Regions from separate parts of the Pan troglodytes genome. Here region 2 is linked to region 1. The links are chromatin contacts, called in public HiChIP or PLAC-seq maps. All regions are on one chromosome and are shown on one strand. The core of a region is the stretch at or near the end of the contact, and the rest is flanking DNA. Distances in the headings are between cores, read along the strand shown. Region 1 holds the start of GALNT16 (polypeptide N-acetylgalactosaminyltransferase 16). Region 2 holds the start of CCDC177 (coiled-coil domain containing 177).

Evidence for each region. HiChIP or PLAC-seq counts read pairs in DNA pulled down with a chosen protein or histone mark.
Region 2: a contact with region 1 is called in an H3K4me3 HiChIP or PLAC-seq map of stem cell-derived excitatory neurons, with 2.3 times the contacts expected there. The contact joins the promoter of CCDC177 here to the promoter of GALNT16 in region 1. A contact is called at or near these places in 2 of 7 Hi-C or Micro-C datasets (induced pluripotent stem cells and stem cell-derived neural progenitor cells) and 1 of 1 datasets of contacts at active chromatin or transcription factors (stem cell-derived excitatory neurons).

The regions. Positions count from the first base shown.
Region 1 is chr15:67,246,590-67,250,718 of NHGRI_mPanTro3-v2.0_pri, reverse strand. It overlaps GALNT16 (polypeptide N-acetylgalactosaminyltransferase 16), which reads right to left and starts at 2,401. Exons shown (of 16, transcript XM_522885.8): 1 at 2,286-2,401; 2 at 1,565-1,854. The coding sequence starts at 1,741.
Region 2 is chr15:67,564,159-67,568,287 of NHGRI_mPanTro3-v2.0_pri, reverse strand. CCDC177 (coiled-coil domain containing 177) reads left to right here and starts at 2,048. Exons shown (of 2, transcript XM_016926264.4): 1 at 2,048-2,502; 2 at 3,394-4,129. The coding sequence starts at 3,422.

The DNA.
Region 1 (4,129 bases), core at 1,152-3,651:
TTTGGACAGTTCCAGCTCCAACCTGTCCCTCCGCTCAGATCACAACACTCTGGGGTCTCAGCACAGGAGGCTTTTCCTTATCAGTTTTCTGTCCAAAGGGCGACAAGTGCTTTGGAAACAGTGTCCTGGGAGAACAGCCCAGAAGGGAACAGTGCACCTAATCAGGCTTGCCCCCAGAGAGTTCACCCAGACTGGTATCTAGGACAAAACCCACAACCTCACCCCCCGCCAGGTCTCCTCAGGCAAAGCCCTGAAATAATGTTTCCTTTGCAGGGGACTTGGAATCTGGGGCAGGATGGGAATATGAGGGGACACTCTCCAATGAACTTCCCGATATTCCTGGGATTCAGATCCGCGTCTGAATGCGTTTCTCGGATTCGGCTCCACACAAGCCTCAGCCCTCCGGACCTTGCACCTCCCCCGCGGAGCTCCTCACCCCTCCACCCCCAGGCCCAGATCTTTCCTTGTCGGAATCGCCAAGCTTCCTCACTCCTTTACCCCCGCCCCACTCGGCTCTCCTCTTCCTGGTCCTCATCCGGCCAGGCTGCCCCGCCCTGGTAGTTCCTGAGGGTCGTCCGAGGCTCTCGTCCACCAACCGCCCCCGTCTGGAAGAACGCGCCCGCTCGAGCGCACTCTCGGCGGGTGCCAAAGCCTCCCGCCTCAACAGGTGCCCCTGCCTGGCCACGCACAGCTCTGTCACCTGGGGCTCGGACGGAGACGGCGACAGGATCGCCCCCTGCAGGGCGGCTGCGGCTCCGCACGCCCCCGCCCGGGTCCCCAGAGCGCCAAGGGCCCCCGCAGCCCCGCCGCCGCCCCCGCTGTGCCACACTGCCTTTGTTTCCCTGCCCGCTTAGATGTCGCGAGGCTGACTTCATGCAAGGGTATCGCCAAGTTCGGGCGCTGACACTGCCCACCTACCCGTGGTGGCGGACCCTAATGTTGGGAGTGAGAGACGCGTACAGTGCGAGACCTTTCCTCAACCCAGAGAACTCCGGGGGAGCTGGGTGTCGGCGCCGAAGAAGCGGGTTCAAGTTGACCCCTGCTCAGAAGGGGGTTCGAAGCCAGGCGCAGCGCCTAGAGAGCCTTCCCCTACCCACGCCCCCACCCGATGTCCTTTGCCCCCAGAAGGCTGGAGACGGGCTGCGCACTGCCACCTACGCGCTCGGCTGCGAGTAGTTCCCACCGCCCGCTCGCCGCGCGCTGGGCCCGGCAGCCTTCCGGGGCACACGAGGCTCCTGCAGCCCCCAGACTCCCGGCCCCGGCAGCGCAGAGCCGGGAGAGCCGCCACGTTCCCAGCCGCGCGCGCACGCCGGGCCCACCAAACTTGCAGCACTTTCTCCCAGCCCCCACCCTCTGTCACCCTCCCTTAGTCGGTGCGCCCCAGCCCCGCCGCCCGGCAGAGGTTGCCATAACAACGGGCAGGAATGCTCCAACATATACAAAGCCGGCCCGGCGCAGCGGGCACTCAGCCCCTGGCCGGGCCCCGCGCCCTCGGCCGCCGCGCAGGGGCTGGACGCGCGCCGCGGCTCCCTAGCCGGCCGGCCGACGCTCGGGGCGTACTCACAATGAGCGGGATGGTGCGGTCCTCGCGGAGCTGCTCCGACCTCCTGCCGGCCCTCTGCGCGCCCCGGCCGCCGGAGGATGCTGCGTGGGCTCGGTTGTCCTGCCATAAGTAGTAGAAAGTGCCCAGGATCCAGGCTACGGTCAGGATGGCGATGGCATTGGCGCGGATCTTCCTCATGGTGGGCAGACGGGAGCCCCAGGTGGGGGACTGGGCCGGCGTGCTCTCGGGGCCGGGGCGGGGGCGCTCGCAGCCCCAGCTGTTTGTTTTCGCTCGCGCCTAGCTGCTCAGTCCTGCAGAGCAGAAAAAGGAGAGAGGTGGGGGGGCGGGGGGGTGATAGGGAGAGACAGGATCGCGGAGCGATCCTCACGGTCCTAATGCCCTTCAGCCCAGAGCGCGCGCGTCCCCCGGGCGCCCATTCATTCGCGCGCAGGGCCGGCCCCGCGCTCCAGCCGCCGCCGGCTGACCCACCAGGCCACTGCGCACTGGGAGAGAAGCGCGCCGAGTGGGAAGCGGCGCGGGCCTTCCTCCCGCGCCCGGGAACCCGGCGAGACAGACGCCCGCGGCGGAATGGCGACTGGCCAAAGCCAGCCTCGGCTCCCACCGCTAGGTGACCGAACGCCCGGCAGCTGCCCCCGCGCGGCCCTGGTCGGTCCTGCCTACCCACACCCACCCCCGGACCGAGCGGCCCTGAGTCACCGACTGGAGACGCGCGACCCCCGACCTGGGCCCGCGCCGCGAGCTGCAGTTCCGGGCTGCACTCTGGCGCGGGATTCAAGGTGTGTTCGGCGAGTCCTTGTGTAGGGGCGGCTGGGCGGGGGAGAGTCCTGAGTTTGTACTGGAATCTGCAGCTGAGATTAGCCAGACAGGGCCCGCCCAGAGGAGGGATTGGAAGCTGGTGCACTTGACATTCGAAGAGAGCGAAGGGGAAACGACGCTGCCTCACACCCAGTGCTAGGAGAGTGGGGGTACGGCCCTTCCACATTTTTCGGTGGCCTGGGGCTCCCAGATTTCACGATGCTTCCCTCTATCCCGCCTCATTGACCCCTGGACAACCCTGAAATATCATCGTCAGCATTATTTCATCGGAAAGAAGGGCAGCAAGAGAGGCCGGATGATTCTCCCAAGGCCAAACAGCTAATTAGTGGGCAGAGCCCAGTCTAGAAGCCATCTCTCCATCTGACACCTTTCGACAAAGTGCAAAACGCGGTGGTGAGAGACGAGGACACAGACATTGAGATTCCGCTCCAGCCCTAGAGGCACTGAGAATCAGGCGTGAACTACTCTTCACTCCAGGCAGAAAGCAAGAGACTTAGATGAGTTTTAGGAAACCAGCACAGTGTCGGGCACAGAGCGCTCAATGAATCGATGTGTAACAACAAAGTAGGGATCCAACAGAGGAAGAAATAATTTATTGTAAGGTGGCCTTTGGGAAAGCTCTCAGAAAGGTGGATGAATCACTTAAGAGGCAAGGAAGGGGGAGGTGAGGACAGGGGAGAGACTGCAGAAATAGGCCTTGCAAAAATCCAGAGGATGGAAGAGCTTGATGTGTTCAAGAGAGAGAGCTGCCAGGCGTTGCAGGGGGCCTAGGATTTGATAGGAGTTGAGGTTGGCCAGGCTGGGTGAGTCTGAACTCAGGAGGTCCTTGAATGCCGGGGCAGAGTTGTTGAGGAGTCTGCTTCCTGCTGGCACTGCTGGACACCATGGCTACTCCGAAGACCCACATAGGGTCCAGCCTCTAAATGAAGCCATCTGGGGAATCAGGCAAACTGAAGTCACAGCATCATGCCCCCCCACAAGCATCCCATGAGCACCACCCTGACAGATAGAAGTAAAATCAGGTGGCTTTTCTCCATTTCTCCAGCACTTGAGACTGAACCGCACATATAATAGATGCTCAATACATTTCTGTTGAGGTGAAGAAACCCTAGTTGGGTTTCTGCTGAGGAAAACCCAGGGTCATTACTGCAATACGATATCCTCACTCAGAAGACTAATTACGATGACACTTAGATAAGTCCAGAAGTGACCCACGCAGGAATGGGACCTAGAAAGAAGAGAATACGCAAAGAGGGCCTCACAAAGGGTCTACACAAGTAGCAGGGAATTTCAGGCATAAGGTGTGGCAGTCACAACAAGGGCAGGAGTCTGGAGACGCCAGATGCTCTCCCAGGTCTCTCTCCCCTGGGGAGTTTAATAAGACTGCGCCAGGGGCCAGGGCTTGTTTGCATAGATGGAGAAAACCACTGCCAAACCACCGTCTGGTTTCCGGAGGAATCATGGGGCAGATCCAGTGGTGCCATTTGTGGGAGGCCAGGAAAGACCTTGCTCCTTGGGAATCAGGCTCCACAGGCCTCTCAGGTCAACCAAGAAAATGTAAGGGAACTACCCTCCTGGTGCCCCCATTTTCACATATCTCTCAGGTGAGCCAGGTGAAAACTTAGGGAGTAGCCCTGTTGTCATAGGCTGCTCCCCTCATCCCAGCCTGGTCTGTGCATCTCTACTTGCCTTTGGATGTGGGATTCGAAGACATCACATCATCTATCACCTCCTGGTAAAAGGCTCCAA
Region 2 (4,129 bases), core at 799-3,298, 320 kb before region 1:
TGCCTGCTGTGCCATGAGTAACAAAGTCGGTGGTTTCTGACCCTGGAGTCTCCTGTCTTCTGCCAGCATATACAGAACGGTGGCAGGCTCACCTGTTAGTATGTAAGTAGGGTAAAATTCCAAAGGCTTCGTGTTCTTAAAACTACTACCTGAATGTCAAAAGCATCAGTAATTCTCACCTCCCATTGCACCTCAGCTTCCTGCACTTGGCATCTGCCCCAGTGCAATACTAAGCTGTTTTTGCCAATGTCACCCAAGACTCATAACTGCCAGTTTCAGTGGGTATTTGACTCCAGGTGAAACCTCCTGGACCTCTGCAGCCCTTAACAAGAGGGGCGCACTCTCCTTCTGCAGTGCCCCACTGGTAGCTCACACAAGACCACACTTTGCTGTCTGTCCTTGTTGCACTCCTTGTTGGTCCCCTTCGTGCACTCCTTTTCCCTTAGCAGCCCCATCCATGCCCTGCCAGCCTCTCTCATTGCTCCACCTGCCCTCCCTGAGTGATCTCACTCACACTGTTGGTTTTAGGAACCAGGTATATGGTCACAATGTCCTAATTCTAGCTCCAGTCCAGATCTCTGACACAACTTATCAGCCACCTGCTGAGCAGCTCCACCTCAATCAAGAGGTCCGAAAAGGAAACCATCCTTCCCTGGCCCTCCCCATCACTATGTGCTGTATTCCTCCTGCCACTGTTCCTCTCTGGCCCCAATCCTTCCTGCCTGGGGTGACCACAGTGTCCAGCTAACTGGGCTTCCTGCCTCCTCTTGGCCCTGGCCTTTGTAAAGCCTCCACTTCACTGTTGCCAGAGTTATGTTCCTAAAATAAAAACCAAATCATGTCATTTCCCCACTTAAAACCCTTCACTTTCTCCTCACAGTCTACCTGACAATGTCAAGGTTATTTTTTAAAATTTACTTTTTTTTTCTTGAGATGGAGTCTCGCTCTGTCATCAGGCTGGAGTGCAGTGGTGAGATCTCGGCTCACTGCAACCTCTGCCTCCCAGGTTCAAGCGATTCTCCTGCCTCAGCCTCCTGAGTAGCTGGGATTACAGCTGCATGCCACCACACCCGGCTAATTTTTGTATTTTCAGTAGAGACGGAGTTTCACCATGTTGGCCAGGCTGGTCTCGAATTCCTGATCTCAAGTGATCCATCCGCCTCGCCCTCCCAAAGTGCTCGGATTACAGGTGTGTGCCACCACACCCAGCCAAGGTTATTTAATGCATAGTTCAACATTCCCTCTAATGTTATGTCCCATCCTCTCCTCGACTTCCCTCCATCAAGCACTCCTCCGATCTGTCTCCTATGGCCACTATCACTCAAAATGGAAAAGAGGTGGGCAGGAGATGTCTCAAAATAACACTCATTGTATGGCACTAACTGGTTATAATTGTTATTATCTATAACCAGGAAGTCATAAAATGTTGCATTAAACACCAGTTACATATGTTCCACCTGCGTCAAACCCATAAGTGTTCTTAGTTTTTGTTTGTTTTTATTTTGTTTTATTTTGTTTGAGACAGGGTCTCACTCTGTCACCCAGGCTGCAGTGTGGTGGTGCAGTCATGGTCCACCGCAGCCTCAACCTCCTGGGCTCAGGTGATCCTCCCACTTCAGCCTCTGGAGTAGCCGGGACTACAGGCACAGGACACCACCCCAGCTAATTCTTGAAAATTTTTTTAGAGATGGGGACTCGCTATGTTGTCCAGGCTGGTCTCAAATTCCTGGACTCAAGTAATCCACTGGCCTCGACCTCCCGAAGTGCTGGGATTACAGGTGTAAGCCACCTTGCCCAGCCTGTTTTTAGTTTTTCATTGAAAAAAAAAAAATCACAATTTGCATCAGGCGCCATATTTCCACCCAATTATTCGCTATCAAGTTTGTTTGCTCCTCAGGGTTTCCTTTAGAAACAAGCTGAGCAATTCCTTCATTCTACCCAGTTAGGCTGCTGAAAGACTAGGGTTTCTTGGTGATTTATATATCGATATCTATCCATATTTATACCTACATCTACCTGTATGTGTGTAGTGTATATATATACATATTATATGTGTGTATATATGTACATATATACATTTAAACAAAAATTTCTCCTTCGTCCTCGAAGCAAACAAACCAGCACCCTCGAGTGTCCGCCAGGAGGCGCAGGGGGCAGCGTGGGACCTGCGTTACCTCCACGGTTGTAGAGGTGTAGAGGGATGCCGCAGCGACGGAACCGGGCTTCTTTTTTAAAGAATCAATGTGAGGGAAGGGTGCAGAGCCGCGTTATTTCAGGGAGACATTGTCGCACTCCCCCTCCCACGTGTAGGTAGCATCTGGGGTGCGTGCGCCCTGTTCGCAGACCCCATGGAGAGACGCTGGCGGCGGCAGATGGGGCTCCTTTCACGGTTGCAGCCGGCAGTAACCCGACCCCGCCGGCGCAGAGACTGAAGAAGCGCAGGGGACAGCGGCGAGCTGCGAACAAAAGCCCTTGGCGCGGGGCCGAAGCCCAGGACGCGGGGTGAGTAAACCGGCTCGGGTACCGGGAGCTGCGGGAACCTGGGCGGCCAGGTTCTTTGCGCTCCAGGAGCCCACCCACTGGGATGCTGTGGGGGAACTCGGAGGGCACCCGAGGGCGGGTATCTGAACCCAGACTGGGGTGGATGGTATCTTTAGCACATTCAGACTTGGAGGAGATCCGGTGCGTCTGAGAGTATCCAGGCACCTTCTCCATCCCCAGCAAACACCCGGTGGGGGTGGAGGTGGGGGCGGAGGCGGCGTGCAGAGCCCTCAGTAAGCCCTGCCAGAGCTGCTGGAGCAAGAATCCATCACCCCTCCCGGAGAGGCCTTTGGGGACTTCTCCCAGCCCTTTAATCACCCGGGGGCCCTGCGACCGAGTCTCCTTTGGCAGGGGAAATCAACCATAAACTTCTTCCCTTAGGCAAATGGGGTCCCTTGGGATGAACAGGCCTCTTGCTTTTTTGTTCCTGCAAAGCTGCATCCCCAGTAGCCCGCCTAAGCTACAAACAAATACGCTAATCCTCCCGGGAATCCTCCAGCGCCTCCCTCGCTAGCTCCTGCCTGCACCTGGATCTTTTCATCTTAACTTGCAGCAGAAAGGGGATGCATCTAGCGGGCCAGGCGCCCAGAGGAGCCTCGCCACAGGCCTCCACCCCGCATTCCGGGGCTGAGGGAGACCCAGGCTGCTCTCTGAACACGAGTGTCCGCCCCACCCCCATCCCCGTTCTGGCGCTCAGCCTGGGCTTTCCGACATCGGTTTTATGATTTACGTTCCACCAAAGCCTCTGAGCCTAATCCGAAAGCGGATTAAGTTGGGATGGGGTGACTATGGATGAGGAGGGGGGAAGAGCTCTCAAACGTATTCCTCGATGTCCCTCCTTGTGATCTGCAGAGATTCCAACAAAGGACGGGGCTCAGCCATGGTGGACCCAGTGCCTGAAGAAGAGAAGGCAGGAGCGGAACCCGGCGACTCTGGAGGGGACGAGGCCGTGGCGTCCGTGCCCCCTGATGCCCAGGGCGCACAGGAGCCCGCAGCCTCCTCGGCCTCGGCCTCGGCCTCGGCCTCCGCGGCGGTGCCCCGCAAGGCGGAAGTCCCATGTGCAGCCGCAGAAGGCGGGCGGCGGGAGCAGTCCCCGCTGCTGCACCTCGACCTCTTCAACTTCGACTGCCCAGAGGCGGAGGGCAGCCGCTACGTGCTGACCAGCCCCCGCTCGCTAGAGGCCTGCGCCCGCTGTGCGGTCAAGCCGGTGGAGCTGCTGCCACGGGCCCTGGCCGACCTGGTGCGCGAGGCTCCGGGCCGCTCCATGCGGGTGGCCACCGGCCTGTATGAGGCCTACGAGGCGGAGCGGCGCGCCAAGCTGCAGCAATGCCGGGCCGAGCGCGAGCGCATCATGCGCGAGGAGAAGCGGCGTCTTTTCACGCCTTTGAGCCCCGCGGCCGCCGCCGCCGCCGCCGCGGCCTCGGCCCCGAGCGCGGGCAGCAGCAGCAGCTGCAGCAGCGCCAGCCTCCCGGCCTCGCCCGCGCCGCGTGCGGCCCGCAAGGCTTCCCCTAGTCCCTCCTCCGCCCGGACCCAACCTCCGCCAGCGGGTTCTCGAACAGGCAGGAAGAGCCATTCGCTGGACTCACTG